Linked DNA regions of Mus musculus: all the other regions are linked to region 4. The links are chromatin contacts, called in public HiCAR-type, HiChIP or PLAC-seq and promoter capture Hi-C maps. All regions are on one chromosome and are shown on one strand. Each heading gives the region's core, a stretch centred on a gene start, on an enhancer-like site or on the middle of the called end of the contact. The rest is flanking DNA. Distances are from core to core; before and after follow the strand shown. Region 1 has its middle 140 kb from the start of Pros1. Region 2 overlaps Pros1 (protein S (alpha)). Region 3 overlaps Pros1 (protein S (alpha)). Region 4 holds the start of Cggbp1 (CGG triplet repeat binding protein 1). Region 5 has its middle 86 kb from the start of Pros1.

The links. Promoter capture Hi-C pulls out the DNA fragments that hold promoters and counts their contacts. HiCAR-type assays count read pairs that join an accessible place to other places. HiChIP or PLAC-seq counts read pairs in DNA pulled down with a chosen protein or histone mark.
Region 1: an H3K4me3 HiChIP or PLAC-seq map of embryonic limb bud shows a contact between it and region 4, with 6 times the contacts expected there. The contact joins the enhancer-like site here to the promoter of Cggbp1 in region 4. A contact is called at or near these places in 5 of 39 promoter capture datasets (cranial neural crest, hippocampal neurons, liver and 1 more), 3 of 115 datasets of contacts at active chromatin or transcription factors (acute myeloid leukemia, embryonic limb bud and stem cell-derived neural progenitor cells) and 1 of 9 other capture datasets (embryonic stem cells).
Region 2: a promoter capture Hi-C map of liver shows a contact between it and region 4, with 6 times the contacts expected there. The contact joins the enhancer-like site here to the promoter of Cggbp1 in region 4. A contact is called at or near these places in 7 of 39 promoter capture datasets (the 3T3-L1 cell line, cranial neural crest, frontonasal cranial neural crest and 3 more) and 4 of 115 datasets of contacts at active chromatin or transcription factors (embryonic forebrain, extraembryonic endoderm stem cells, large pre-B cells and 1 more).
Region 3: a contact with region 4 is called in an H3K4me3 HiChIP or PLAC-seq map of stem cell-derived neural progenitor cells, with 7 times the contacts expected there. The contact joins the enhancer-like site here to the promoter of Cggbp1 in region 4. A contact is called at or near these places in 3 of 39 promoter capture datasets (hippocampal neurons, liver and second pharyngeal arch cranial neural crest) and 3 of 115 datasets of contacts at active chromatin or transcription factors (embryonic forebrain, memory CD8 T cells and stem cell-derived neural progenitor cells).
Region 5: a contact with region 4 is called in a HiCAR-type map of astrocytes, with 7 times the contacts expected there. The contact joins the enhancer-like site here to the promoter of Cggbp1 in region 4. A contact is called at or near these places in 3 of 39 promoter capture datasets (cranial neural crest, hippocampal neurons and maxillary cranial neural crest) and 5 of 115 datasets of contacts at active chromatin or transcription factors (astrocytes, embryonic forebrain, extraembryonic endoderm stem cells and 2 more).

Annotation. Positions count from the first base shown.
Region 1 is chr16:62,994,545-62,997,244 of GRCm38.p6, reverse strand. No RefSeq gene overlaps it. Among named protein-coding and RNA genes, the nearest start is that of Pros1, 140 kb to the right of the region's middle. Within about 2 kb of position 1,439, at least 3 of the 459 cell types and tissues checked have an H3K27ac peak or open chromatin away from gene starts, as enhancers often do. A contact at or near this core is called in embryonic limb bud and second pharyngeal arch cranial neural crest, where this site is marked.
Region 2 is chr16:62,921,151-62,923,850 of GRCm38.p6, reverse strand. The region is part of intron 12 of Pros1 (protein S (alpha)); the gene reads right to left. Among named protein-coding and RNA genes, the nearest start is that of Pros1, 68 kb to the right of the region's middle. Within about 2 kb of position 1,415, at least 17 of the 459 cell types and tissues checked have an H3K27ac peak or open chromatin away from gene starts, as enhancers often do. A contact at or near this core is called in liver and second pharyngeal arch cranial neural crest, where this site is marked.
Region 3 is chr16:62,871,639-62,874,338 of GRCm38.p6, reverse strand. All of the region lies in intron 1 of Pros1 (protein S (alpha)), which reads right to left. Among named protein-coding and RNA genes, the nearest start is that of Pros1, 19 kb to the right of the region's middle. Within about 2 kb of position 1,293, at least 21 of the 459 cell types and tissues checked have an H3K27ac peak or open chromatin away from gene starts, as enhancers often do. A contact at or near this core is called in liver and stem cell-derived neural progenitor cells, where this site is marked.
Region 4 is chr16:64,850,709-64,853,408 of GRCm38.p6, reverse strand. Cggbp1 (CGG triplet repeat binding protein 1) reads right to left here and starts at 1,408. Exons shown (of 3, transcript NM_178647.3): 1 at 1,173-1,408; 2 at 384-610. It overlaps Zfp654 (zinc finger protein 654), which reads left to right and starts at 1,686. Exons shown (of 9, transcript NM_001347245.1): 1 at 1,686-1,942. The coding sequence starts at 1,757.
Region 5 is chr16:62,939,456-62,942,155 of GRCm38.p6, reverse strand. No RefSeq gene overlaps it. Among named protein-coding and RNA genes, the nearest start is that of Pros1, 86 kb to the right of the region's middle. Within about 2 kb of position 1,350, at least 37 of the 459 cell types and tissues checked have an H3K27ac peak or open chromatin away from gene starts, as enhancers often do.

The sequences.
Region 1 (2,700 bases), core at 190-2,689, 1.9 Mb after region 4:
TTCTTTTAGGCAAAATACACATACGCACAGTGGTGCTGAGAGACAAAGGTCCTATAGATATGTTATGCCCTATTCCCATTGTACAGCCATACAAACTATTGCCCTGACCCCAGCTTTCATAAAGTCCCAATTCTCATAGATGACAAAAAGCTATGAGATCTATCAGGAGATATTGAGCAGTCTTAAGGAAGAACTAGAAGAAAGGCAAGAAAGCTATGACTGTGCCTTGATGGCTGTGTCTCTTCATAGTTAGAATAACACTTTATGGATAAACACCTTTAAGTCTACATATGAGCTCTTCCCATTACTCCATAAATGTACTGGTTCATATTCCCACATACCTGCACTAATAAAGTTTTATTATCCTTAAAAAGCCCTATATTTATTTTTATTTTATATTGTGGTTTTGATCCTCCCTGGTGGACTTATGTAGAAAATCATGGGAAATATATGTAAGAGGACACACTTATACAATATCATTAACCTAAAGGGGAGACCTGACCCATTATGACTTGGGAAGAAAATCAGTTACTCTACCCTCCTCATAAATCTTCATTAAAACTCCTTTAAAATCCACAACACAAAACTCACTTCTTTCATTCACTGCCTCTGGTTCGGGCAGACAACTCTAGTTCCCCCTGGGGTATGTGCTTTGTTTTGTTTGGCTAACTAAACTGGTCTAACTAATATTGTCTGCTTCTAAACTAAATTCTTTCCTTCAAGAGACAAGAACAGAGAATCAGTAACACCTCTACTACTGTCAAATATATAGTAGACAATTTCATGAAAAGAAAAAGTCATAGCACACTAAAAAACAAAAATGTTTTCCTAACTCATAAGTGGTAAGGGAAATAAAATCCTCAATTTCTGTTATGGTTCAAATGTGCAACTCTTCGACAGTTCATGTTGCTATGAACCCATTGTGGCTATGGTAAGAGATAGGAATAAGCCACGAATGGTGACACCTTCTTGTAATCCCAGCCCTTGGGAAACTAAAGCAAGAAGATCACAAGGTTCAGGCTACATGTGACGATATAGCAAGACCCTGTTATTAAATAAATTTAACAAACAAATTAGAGGTAGAGTCTATTGGGAAAGTGATGCTGTCTTGACTGGCAAGCGTTGGGTGCTAGATCAGTAGTGACACAGTGTTATGGATAAACCCACCTTGTTTCTAAAGAGAACTGAGTTCTGCTCCATAAGAGGGTCATGCCCAGTGCTGTAGACATAGGGGAAAGTCCATGAGTGGATAAATCATTGTGGAATATGAGTGAACCCATATACTTATTTTGCTTATTACTTATTCTTATTTTGCTAAATAGCCATGTTGTCAAACAGACTCATAAATACTTATGCATTACCCATACACTACGCTGTACTCAGTCCTGCTCAAAGAAGCTTCTCTTTGTACCAAGTGGCATGCAATGCAGAGATCCATAATTAATCACAAATGTTGAGGGCTAATCCTTAGGCAAGACAACCACGTCACTTTACTAAAGGTTCAGGGAACATTATAGAACAGGGTCTGGAAATAATTAAAGAGCAGAAGGAGAAAGGGCAGCTGTGGAATGCTGTCTTAGGAGCATAGCATGGCCACGATACTCATGAACTCAGAGGAGCTCCAGTTGCTCCATAGGGCCTACACAAAACAGAGCCCTAAAATCAAACATAGATTGGACATGGGATCATCTCATGGTCCCTGGCCAAAGAAAGCTCTTGGCATTTACAGGCTTCTAGGGAAGACAAAGTAATACTCTTCAGTAAAATGGCTATGTGTATGTTACTCATAATCCGGTAAGCATCATGCCTATGCTCACACAAGTGACCCAGGTAAACCCGGGTATTAACAAAGCAAAAATGAAAATAAAACAAAAAAAAGGTATGAAAATAAAAACAAATAAAACAAGCAACACCCAAAACCAAAAAGGTATGAAATTAGGATGGGTACTTGGTGGAAGAAGGTAAAGACTGGTGAATGGAAAAATGAGACTGAACAGAATTTAGTTCATCATACATGAAACTGTAGATAAATAACTTAAATTTTAAATGTTTTTTATATACAGGGTCTCTTAATGTAGCCCTGGCTGAACTAGAACACTCTATGTAGAACAGTGATCTTGAACTTGCAGAGATTCACTTTTCTCTGTGTCTCACATTGTAGGGTTAAAGGTGTATACCACCATACCTGCCCTAAGGAATCAATTAATTTTGAAAGGGATCATGGGCAGATATGTGAAGAAATGGTATCCTCTGGAGAATAAAAATCCCAAGCAAAGGAGAACATTCAGGAATTTGGAGGTTGAAGTGAGGACACATAGAAGATACTTTGAAGGTCCATGTAGCGTTCATACCTACAAAGAGTATATGATTGTGAGCGATGACATGGCATTATATTTTAACCAGTCAAATAAAAACTCTGGTCAAAATATCTACCTGATGTCAGGTTGAACTGAATGTGGGTGAAGCAAGAAAATAGAAACCAGATGAGCATGACATCAAGTTTCAAGCACGAAAATATTTGCACTAGTATTTGCAACTACTATTTTCTACTAAAATTATTTAAAAAATGAAGAAAAGTATTGGTACATATTTGAACTATGACTTCCTGAGGTTGCACCAATTAGCATTAATTCACATTCTTATGTAAGCTTTGCTCTTCCAAGTGATCACACTTCTCACCGAGAATAAATACCAAAGACA
Region 2 (2,700 bases), core at 166-2,665, 1.9 Mb after region 4:
TCACCTTGACATAACCTATAATCAACTAGGAAAAAATTCTTAGTGAGGGAATGTCTATGTTGGATTGGCCCCTGGGCATGTCTGTGGAGGACAGACTGTCTTAAATTAATTGATGCAGGAAGATCCAGTCCACTACAGGTGGCAGCATTCCCTAGCCAGGTGGCCCTAAACTGTATAGCAGTGGATATGTTGAGCTGAGCATAAACAAATAAGCAAGTACCACACATGCGTTCTTTTCTCTCTACTCTTGAATATGGATGGAATGAGCTGTTTCAAGTTCCTGCCTCTGTGACTTCCCTACTATGACCTGGCACTGAAAGCTGAAAGAAAACCCTTTCTCCTCTAAGTTGCTTTTGGAAGTGAAACAAGGAGAGACACATTTTTCAGGACATAGTCACACATTAAAGTTCACAAATAACTATCTAAATTAACCTCAAGTACTTTTAAAAAATTAGTTTATAATATTAAGTCTTCCTCATTTACTGTGAAGAAATAAATACATAACAAATTCCATATATTACTTAGGTATACTCCATATACTTCGAAAGGGTATAAACAAGGGAATGATTTTCTTTTGGCTAAATATTCTTCCATTTAGCTACATATAATGAGAATACACTTCTCATTGTGACTCTTGCCCAGGATGAATATATGGAATTATTGGGAAATGAATTAAACAAAGTATTATATATTGAAATAAATGTGAAAATGTGTGGAAGTTATAACATTAAACATTACTTATGAAGTAAGTTGGTTTCAAATTATCCACAAAATAACTTAAGAAAGTAATTTTTAGCTACAATGTAACTTATTTAAATTTCTTTTTCTGGAAAATTTTCTTTAGCAAATCTGGTTCTGGGAAGGGGACCTCCAGGGATCATGTCTGCTTTCCTTTTTCCCTGGAAGCCCAAATAAGAAAGTTGGAAGTCAGAACGCACAGAAAGCCTCAGAGTTACAGTTAATGGCAGTTAAAGTCCTACTCATGCAGGTGAGTCTGAAATGAAATAGAGGAACTGCCTACCTATCCCCGGGGCATCAGGAAGGATAACGCTCTATTCAAATTGCAATAATACAAAGAAAACTCAATCAACATCACTATTAAGATTAAAAATAAATTGGATTCTTCTTAGCAAGATTTCTAGCATTGGAGAATGGGCGATTTGACCTCTAGTGAGCAGCGTCTAGTTGGAAGTTGCTGAGTTCTCCCTTATTGCCCTCCCTGCCTTGAACAAGAGGTGTACCACGCCAATGGCCTGCCAGACTAAGCTTATGCCAGCACTCGCTTTTTCAAACAGTCCATAGACACGGTTTAGGATAATTACACAACAACTGAAGGGAATTGCTCAGCTCTGGATAGAAAGCCTCTCCTGCCAGGACTGTTTTGCTACACAGCCCTCTGTGAATGACCCTCTGGATGACCCTGTAATGATTTCCACTTAGACCAGAGAAGGGGCACTGACCCTGGACCGCCTAGCCGGAAAAACTTAGAAGGCGAATATTAAAAGAGCCAAACGCAGTGATTGGTGGGGAAGGCACCTACTGTGGCTGTAAACGCAGCCTGTTTGGCTCACTGCACTACTTCCTCTGGGGTTGAAACACAAGGACTAACAAAAGGCTTTTTTTTCTGAAGTGATCTTTTCTTGTCTACTTTTACCAGCGTGAGCTGAGCTGGTAATATGAATAAAGAAGCACAACAAACAACATCAGGGCTGACAGGTAGACATTGCTGAACTGCAGGGGCCACAAGAACAATGGAAGAGTTGACAGCAGGCTTTGCTGGAAGAGCCACAAGGCAAGCAGCTGCTTGACAGCTGAAAAGTAGCTGAACAGTTAGAGTAGCCAGAGGAGGAACAGGAAATGACAGAAGCAGAGAGGCAGAGAACTAAGGATGAAAAACTAAAGGTTGTAAAGAGCCAGAAAAGAAGCCCTGCAGGCTGTGGTTTCTTGGAAAAGTTATAAAAACTGTAACACCTTTAGGGACACAGGGTCTCAGATAGCCCAGAGCCAGGAACTGTAACATCAGCTGCTGTTACCGGTTGTGGGATTGAGGAATTGCTGGGCTGTGATTACAGAACTAAGGATCCTAGTTCTTAAAGCTTGCAGAAGAGCTGCAACGCCAAAGGGTGCTACCCGTGGTCGCTCTCTCTGCCATCATTTACTATTATCCAACATTAGAGGACGAAAAGCTGCCCAGGATCAGGGCCCGAGGAGCTTTTCATTGCTCACTCTTGATTTCTACGCAGGTAGAGCAAAGATCTCAGTCTGTTGCTCACAGGATATGCCCCCACCGCTACCCCCACCCCCACCCCCACCCCCCAACTCGTACCTGCTTTATCCGAAGTAAAAGCTGATCAACCCATCCACTCACCACTGCCCAGTCTGATTCAGATATTCTGTATAAGTTTAGATTCCTAATTTGCACAAAAGGATCTAAACAGGGATTACAGGCAAGAATCTTCCCGACACCAATAGACCTATCCCTGTGTTCCCGGGGCAGCTGCCTGGCTCACTGATGGTCAGAACTGCACCTTGCATCCCGCTGGAGCAGATATCCTGACAACACAGCAGTGCCTGTACCTCTTAGTGTCCAGACTCTGATCTACTGTTTTGGACCTAAGAATCGGATTAGGTCGCACAGGTAATCACTACTAATACATGAAAACGAATTCAACTTAAGTAGGAATTAGGAAAGTAGTATTT
Region 3 (2,700 bases), core at 44-2,543, 2.0 Mb after region 4:
ATGTGTGTAAGAGGAGAATCTTGGCAGTGTTGATGTCTGTGTTTGTGATTCGGTGTCTCATGCAGGAGGCAAATGCCTTTCACTGTACAAACAGAACAGCCATGAGGCGCTTTGACATTGTTCTTTTCGTGGTTCAATGGCTGAAATAGCCCGCTCGCTTTCCCGAAAGCTTATGAAAACAAACACTGCATTAGCCCACAACAATCTTGAATAATGATGACTGGATGTGGAATTTTTCACTTAAAATAATTAGATTTTGAACTGTAAATATTTGGCAGTGTGAAGAGTGTTTTGAACCTGTGGCTTTTGTGGGAACTAAAAAAAAACAAAATCCAAAGATAGACATTCTTAAGTGGGTTTTCCATCCCTTTAAAGTCTTACCAAACTTCAGGATGACTTGTGCCACTTCCACAGTACAATGCTAGGTCTGTATGTATTTTATGCTTTAATCTTCTCAATGATAGTATTTTCTTTGCCTGAGGGGTATTGTACTTGCTTTTTGTCTAAATTTTATAACTTGTTTAATATTTTGCATTATGCTGCTGGGAAAACATTTCTTATGCCATGGTGCTAAAGGTTAAAGAGAATTTTGGAAATGTAAACTATAAACAAGGGCTTCCAAAGAACTAAGCCATAAACAAGCTGATGAGAAATATTTTTAACGAATTAAGTAAGGATCATAAGATGGGTTTGGGTTAGGATTTGAATCTGGGATGTGATGGAGAAATGCAAAGGGGAAGTAATTATCTGTGACATATGCAAAGGTGACACTGAAGCATTTGAGTGGAGTGACAATGGGGTTTATTTAGAAGTAAAGGAGCTACTGCTGTCATTGAATAATTTCACCAATGACCTTCACTCTGGAACAACTCAGTGACTGAGCAGAAAAGCAACTGTCTGGCCTGTTTTTCTCCTACAGAAGTGAGGTGGGCCTCTCCTGACTCCGGGATCTAATTACAACTTTAATTTACAGCCCCTATTCTAGAGGGAAACAGAATAAATCACCGTTGTTGTCTTCTTGGGTTGGAGCCTTTGATTTAGTCAGGGAGAGAAGAAGCAGTAAAGGTTAGTTATTCACTCCAAAGAGACAAACGCATCACCCCGGGGGAAAACAAAAACAAAAACAGCTTATGTCATCCTGTTTCTTTGTTTGCTTTGTCCAGACACAAATGAAGATTCTTTGTTTGATGAGACTTGAAGTTCGATATTTGGCAAGGTATGACAGAAAGGTTCTCTAGGCCTTGCTGTTCTCCCAGTTGCTATGTTATAACTCCATGGAGTTACAACAGGGGGCCCCTTTCATGGCTAGAGTAAGATATTTACACAGTCAGCTTAGCAGTCATTCTAATCCGCCCATTGGGAACACCAAACCATGACCTGATTTTGACGTCATGTACCAAGGCATGAATGCAAAAGAAAATATTTTGTCTTTGTTCACTTTGACCTATTTTGTTAAGATGGCATCAGCACTAATAGTTCGCTGGCCTGTGTCTGTGCTTATGTCTGGAAAAATAACTGGCTGACAGTCTGGGGACATCAAAGTCAACACTGACTAGCTGGCCTCATTCAGTAATGTTCCCTTCCTCGAAGCCTCCCCCAGACCTCTGAAATCAACAAAGATGAGGTGTGCTTAGAGGCTCGCACTGGCCTGTGGAGCTGCCAGGGGTGCTGCATGGGTCTCTCAGTGGCAAGTCCTCCTGAGTTCTTTCCTCAGACCAGCCAGTGAAAAAGAACTCCAACTTAATGTGCAATCTATGAGCTCTGTGACTGACCAAAGTATATACACAAAAACAGATTATAAAACAAAGAACTCCAATGTTCAGTGGGTTCCTCACTGACTCAATATGTACTTGGCCGTCTTAAAGGTGTATATGCAAGACAAGTTTACAGAATACTGATTGGTCGTCAGCTAGATGCTTACAATTCTGTATAATTTGTATCAGCCTCTCAGAATTCTTTATGGGATGGCCAAAGTCTAATATAAATAACAATAAAATCAAATGAAAACTTACCAGAGAAAGAAGGGGAGAAGATTGGGTTAAAAATTCAGAGAGAGGCTAGAGAGATGGCTCAGCAGTTAAGAGCACTGACTGCTCTTCCAAAGGCCCTGAGTTCAAGTACCAACAACCACATGGTAGCTCACAACCATCCCTAATGAGAGCTGATGCCTCTCTGGGATGTCTGAAGACAGCTACAGTGTACTTACATATAATAAATAAATAAATCTTAAAAAAAAAAAAAAAACAACTACAACAAGAGCAAAAACCACCTAAGCCCCCCCCCCCCAAAAAAAATCAGAGAAAGTCCTGTGCAAGCCATTATTATCCCAGCACTTCTTGAAAATAGAGGCAGGGGAGGAAGTGTGTCTCCCCTCCTCCCCCTCCCCTCCCCTCCCCTCCTCCCCTCCTCTCCCCTCCCCTCCCCTCTTTGCCTTGCCTCCCCCCTCCCCTCCCCTCCCCTCCTCCCCTCCCCTCCTCCCCTCCCCTCCCTTCCCTTTCTTCTTTTCTTTTCTTTTCTTTTCTTTTCTTTTCTTTTCTTTTCTTTTCTTTTCTTTTGTTTTCAGACAGGGTTTCCTATGTAGCCCTGGCTGACCTGGAACTTATTATGTAGACCAGGCTAGCCTTGAATGTCCCCCTATTTAAGAAAACAAGTGTTGGTGTTGATTTTTACTTTGGGTCAAGGTCTCTGTGTTAAGCCTTT
Region 4 (2,700 bases), core at 159-2,658:
TGCAAATGTCTGCAACTTCCACAAGTACTCTACACCTATGAAATAAAACCATTCTAGTAACAATTAAAGCTGTTATGAAAAACTAGGGGTGCAGTTAGAATTTTTCTTTGACTGCAAACTTACAGAAATGGGATCTGCAATTCTTGTGCCACGTGAAGCCTGAACTTTCCTGATCTTTTCTCTTGAAAGGTCTATTCTTGATACTGCCAATGAAAATAACCACCTCATAGAGGCGAGGAGGTTGGTTACGTGTAAAAGTGTTTCCAGAAGTCAGAAATATTTTAAACAAATGAGGAAGTTAAGATAGAGCACCCAGGGAACAAAAGCGAAACAGCCATTTACTACAGCAAAAGTAAACTGAGTTTTCAAGTCGAAATACTCACCAGCTTAATTTCCAGTCGGGTTTTTGTTTGTTTGTTTGTTTTTCCTTGATATTAAGTAGTGACAGTTTTCTGGATGCAAAACCACAGACGCATCCAATCCGAGCGACTTCGCGTTCGTTCAGACCCCGGAGACGCCTTCGACTCAGTTTTTCAACAGGTGGTGGTGGGGAAACAGTTCCTGGGCTTGCACCCTATTTTCCCGGTGGCGCCGGGAAGTCATGTCTTTACTGTAAAACACAAAAAACAAACAGAAAGGGAAGATGGTGGAGGGGCGGGAAAGGCAGGGCGCAGGCCCGCGGCAGAGCGGCTCGGGCCACGCTCTGCACACAGGTGTCTGTCTCTCTCCGCCTTCCGTGCGCGATCCCGAAGCTCCAGCCAGCCCCACGCCAGCTCGGCTCGCACGCCCCGGGGCGGGTGGCCCGGCGGCCCGCGCGCTCCGCAGGCCCGAGGCTCCGGTGGGGGCGGGGAAGGCGGGCGCGGGCCGCCGGACGTCTAGACAGCCTCCTCCCGCCGCGCCGGCCGAGGTGGCGCCCCGGCGCCGCGACCCCGCCTGCGGGCCGGGGCCGGGGCCGAGGCCGCGTCCCAGCCGCCCTCGGAGGGCCCCGGAGAAGTCCGCCGCACCGCCGCCGACTCCGTGGCTGTCCCCGGGGAGGGGGCGGCGGGCGCCGGCCGAGGCCGTCGCTGTCAGGCTGGCCCGGCTCCTTCCTCCTCCACCTCCGGCCCCGCCCCCGGTTCCCTCGCCCGGCCCGAAGGCCTGGGCTCGCCGCCCGCACCAACGGCCAAGCCCACCTTCCGCCTTCCCAGCTCTTCGGGACCGTAGGAGCGGGCCGCCGTTAGGGGAAGTGCACGAGCCCTCGCCAGGAAGGAAGAGAGGAGGAAGAAAGGGCAGAGCAACGGGATGAAGGAGATCCCGTTGCGGCCGCCGCTGCTTCCGCCGCTGCTTCAGCCGCTGCTCCTGCCGCTGCCACCGCCGTCGCCGCCGCCCGAGCGAGCTCCGCCGCGGCCGCCGTGTCCCCTGCCGCGCCCCGTCCTCCGGCGCGCCCTATGGCAGGGCTCGTAGGCGGTCCTCAGCAACCGCCGAGTAGTGTGGACCAACAGATGGCAGGCCTGGCAAACAGACGGCTAGTGTAACCAATAGGAAGGTAGGGCGGGCATGCCTATGATTGGCGGTGTCCTTCCTCCAGTGAAAACTGGGGGCGTGGGTGGGCGGAGCCGGAAGTAGAGCCCAGGCGAGTAGCCCTGTCCGGCTGGGGCGGAGGGAAAGGGGGAGGGAACTAGAGGAGGAGGAGGAGGTTAGCTGAGGCAGCGGCGGCGGCAGCGGCGGCGGCGGCGGCGGCGCAGGGGCTGGGTACGCGCTGGGCGGCGAGAGCCTCATGGCGGAGGAAGAGAGCGACCAAGAGGCCGAGCGCCTCGGAGAAGAGCTCGTGGCCATTGTGGAGTCCCCCCCGGGCCCAGTGGGGCTCCTAGCTGCGGGCGACGGCAGAGGGGGGGCCGGCGGCGGCGGCTGTGGCGGCGGCGTCGGGATCAGCAGCCGGGATTACTGCCGACGCTTCTGTCAGGTGAGGCGCCCGTCGGCCGCTCCGACTTGTCACTGGGCTCCCGGGCCTCTGCGTGGCTCCTGGCCTGCTGGCCCAGGTCTCTGCGTCGTGTCCGGGACCGGTCCTCCGGCGGGACGGAGAGGGAGTCTGGGAAGCCCCGGTCCCCTCTCTGCACCGCTCCGAGCTCGGCGATGGGGACGACGGGGAGTGGGGTTGGGGGTGACTTGCGGACTTGGAGGTGAGGAGAAAGTGAGTTTGTCGCGGCGGCGGTGGTGGTGGTGGGCTGGGAGCTGGACGGTCAACTGGAAAGCACCCCGTCCTGACATGCCTGTGCCTCCCTGCAGACCCTCTTCGTACCCCAGGGTCCCGCCTTTCTCAGGTTCACTACCCGGTCCCTCTCACTTCTGCTGGGCTCTCCCGTCTTTCTCTGTTACCCAGGTTCCCCCGCATTCTCTTTTTCAGAGACGCCAAGCATGCTATCACCCCACTGCCTGCCCTCCTGTCATCGCCACCCCTCCCCCTCTGCTAGGGTCGCCTGTCATTCCCTCACTAGGTCCCTCTGGACCAGTTCTTCCGTTGGCCTTGGCACTGTCCCACCGTTAGCTACTCCCCTCCCCCACCAGGTGTGTGTGTGTTGGGAGGGGGGGTGTTTTCCGTGTGGAACCTTATAGGAGTGATTGTCATCTTTCCCTTTTTTTGACCCCCTTCTCTGACAAGCACACTGTTTCCTAATTGTCTGACTACAGAGAAAGTCGTTTTTCCTGAAACTATTGCCCTCG
Region 5 (2,700 bases), core at 101-2,600, 1.9 Mb after region 4:
AAAAAAAAAAATTGGGGAAGAATGCCTAGGGAAGGAGGGCTGAGGAGGGAAGGCTGAGAATGGAAAAGCACAACTTGTTCTGAGCCCAATCTCCGTGGCGTTGATGCCCTGTCCACACAAGTGACAGAGGGGAGTGGAGAAAACGACAGACACCAGACTCAGCCAAAGATGAAATCACAGCAGACAAGATTTCACGTTCTCTGAACAGACACCCACTGTGGCTATGCATATGGTGACGTCTGTGCGGCCAAGCAAAGGGAAACAGATCAATGACTGTCTGTTCTCAGAAGCATCGACCAGACAACCAGCGGCTTTCTGCGTGTTTTGCATGTCCAGAAGATATTTGCAAGACTTAAAGAAATCTGTACCAATGACCGTGTATACCTACCCCCTCCCCACTCCCAGTGAAACTCAGAAAACATGGGAGTTCATGGAGGGCCAAATGATGAATGACAAAGAATGCTGTTCAGGTCTGTTTAAAATCAACAGCACTAACAAGGAAGTGAAAAGTACTGCATATAGATTGGAAATCAAAATCAGAATTTATGTTATCCGGAAGAAACCAGTGAACTAACAGAAACATTTTCAAATTAAATGAACCCAAGGCCTGCGAACTTCCCTACTGTATGCTGCATAAACTAAAATATTTCTTAAACTATTCACAGGTAATACAGTGCTTGAAAATACAACAATGGAAATAATGTATTCATTAAAAATGCATGAGTAAGTCGAATGATTTCCTATTTTGTGCCTGTACTTTAGGAACAAATATGAGAGTTAGCGCTCATATAAATAATGAAACACATCTTATTTACTTTCTGTTTCCTCGTTTATGTTTTAAAATATTTATGCTCCTATTTATTGATTTTGTTCTCACTTGGTTGATACAAATATTGACTTCAAATTTTCCCCCTTTAAAAAAAGAAAAACAATGCTATTTTTCTACCTGCCCTGAAATGTCAGTGTCTTACTAAGTCACTTATAATTCAGTGTGATACTTTTCTGGGTGTCCTGAATTAATTCTACAGGAAAAAAAAGACTTTTCGTAGAAAGGAAGTGATGAAATTACAAGAATTTTCATAATTGAAGAGTTAATATAGTTTCTTTTATATTGAAATATAAATGTTTGATCATGCTTTACTTTAAAAAGAGAACCAGACCCCTTTAACACGTGCCTGCTTTTAGCGCTCTACGGTGGAGTAATTCTCAGTAGGATGGGCATAAATTCACAATACTTTAGTATGAAAAATGTTCTGTGAAGTAGGAGAATGCATTCGCAGTTCAAGCGCATAATTTACATTGTTGAAACTTACGTGCTACTTTCACTTATACGACATTCGTGTACCGCCCCCTAGTGGTGGCCAAACATGCTACAACCAGTCCCATAAACCTCGTGGTTTCTTGTTTTGTTTTGTTCTCTTCTCATGTCAGAAACCATAGAAACGAACCGAGAAAAACAGGTTACCTGTACTATTCTGATCCCATAGATGTAAGCCGAAGTACTTCTGTATAAACAAGATCAAAGTGAGTGTTTCAAATCAGAGACAAGTTGGTTGACCTGATAAGATCACAGGGAGAGAATAGCATTTCGCGTGCTAGGGCTGTTTAATATTCTGAGTAGCTTGTACAAGAGGTCTCTCAGTTGTTCAAAGTTGCATTATTCCTAAAATTCACTTTCAAAGTCACAATTACAACCAATCCACTGCTCCATAAACCATGATGCCTGTATCGAAAACCAGAATCTGATTCATGAAAGGAAAAGATAAATAAATGCCTTTGTCAGGAGTGGGCCGAAGGGAACAACATTAACTAGGGATTACCTAGATCTTCCCAAAATATCTTTGGGAATATCTTCCCAAAAGCACACAAATGTTTGCCCAGCTTCCTTCAGTCAAAGGTTTAAAAATTCCCCCAGACTTGGACTCACACAAATCCTGATCAGAATAAACTTATATAAATAGATTTATCTAAATCAAAGTCACAAGTCAAAGTCTGTATTCTAAGGTCAAAGCTGAGAAATCCAAGATTCAGTTTGATAATGGGATGACTGTGGATTTCAATGAAGAAGTTTTAATTTATGAAAGCTTAAGTTTTGTTTCCCTAAAGGAAAACATTTTGGTCTTTTTCATTGGCTACTTTATTTACTTGTAAATGTTGTCTATCCCCTTTCCTTGTTTCCCCTCCAGAAATCCCCTATCTCATCCCCCTCCCCCTGCTTCTATAAGGGTGTTCCCCCACCTACCCACCCACTCCCACCTCTCCGCCCTACCGTTTCCCTACCCTGGGGCATGGAGCCTTCTCAGGACCAAGGGCCTCTCCTCCCATTGATCCCAATAAGGCTGCATATGCGGTAGTGAAGTTCTGTTACTGACATCCCTCATCCAAAAAGGTGCCCGATAAAATGAGGTAACTTAGGTTTTAGCTGATGAAAAAGAGAGAAGAGTCTTCATTTTAACTCTAATATTTCAATCCTTTTACATATTGTTTCAAAATGTTATTTTTAACAACTGGTTTATAACTAACGTAAAATCTGAAAGTGTGAGTGAACTCCAAAGGTCAAAACCCGAACTCACTTTTTTTCTTTTCCTTCTTGAAGATCAATCACAGGTTTCTTTTTTCCTTAGATAAGAGATGTAAGATTCTCAGCAGATATAAAATCAGCGTGAACAAAAACCGAAGCATAAATCTCTTCTCTCAAAG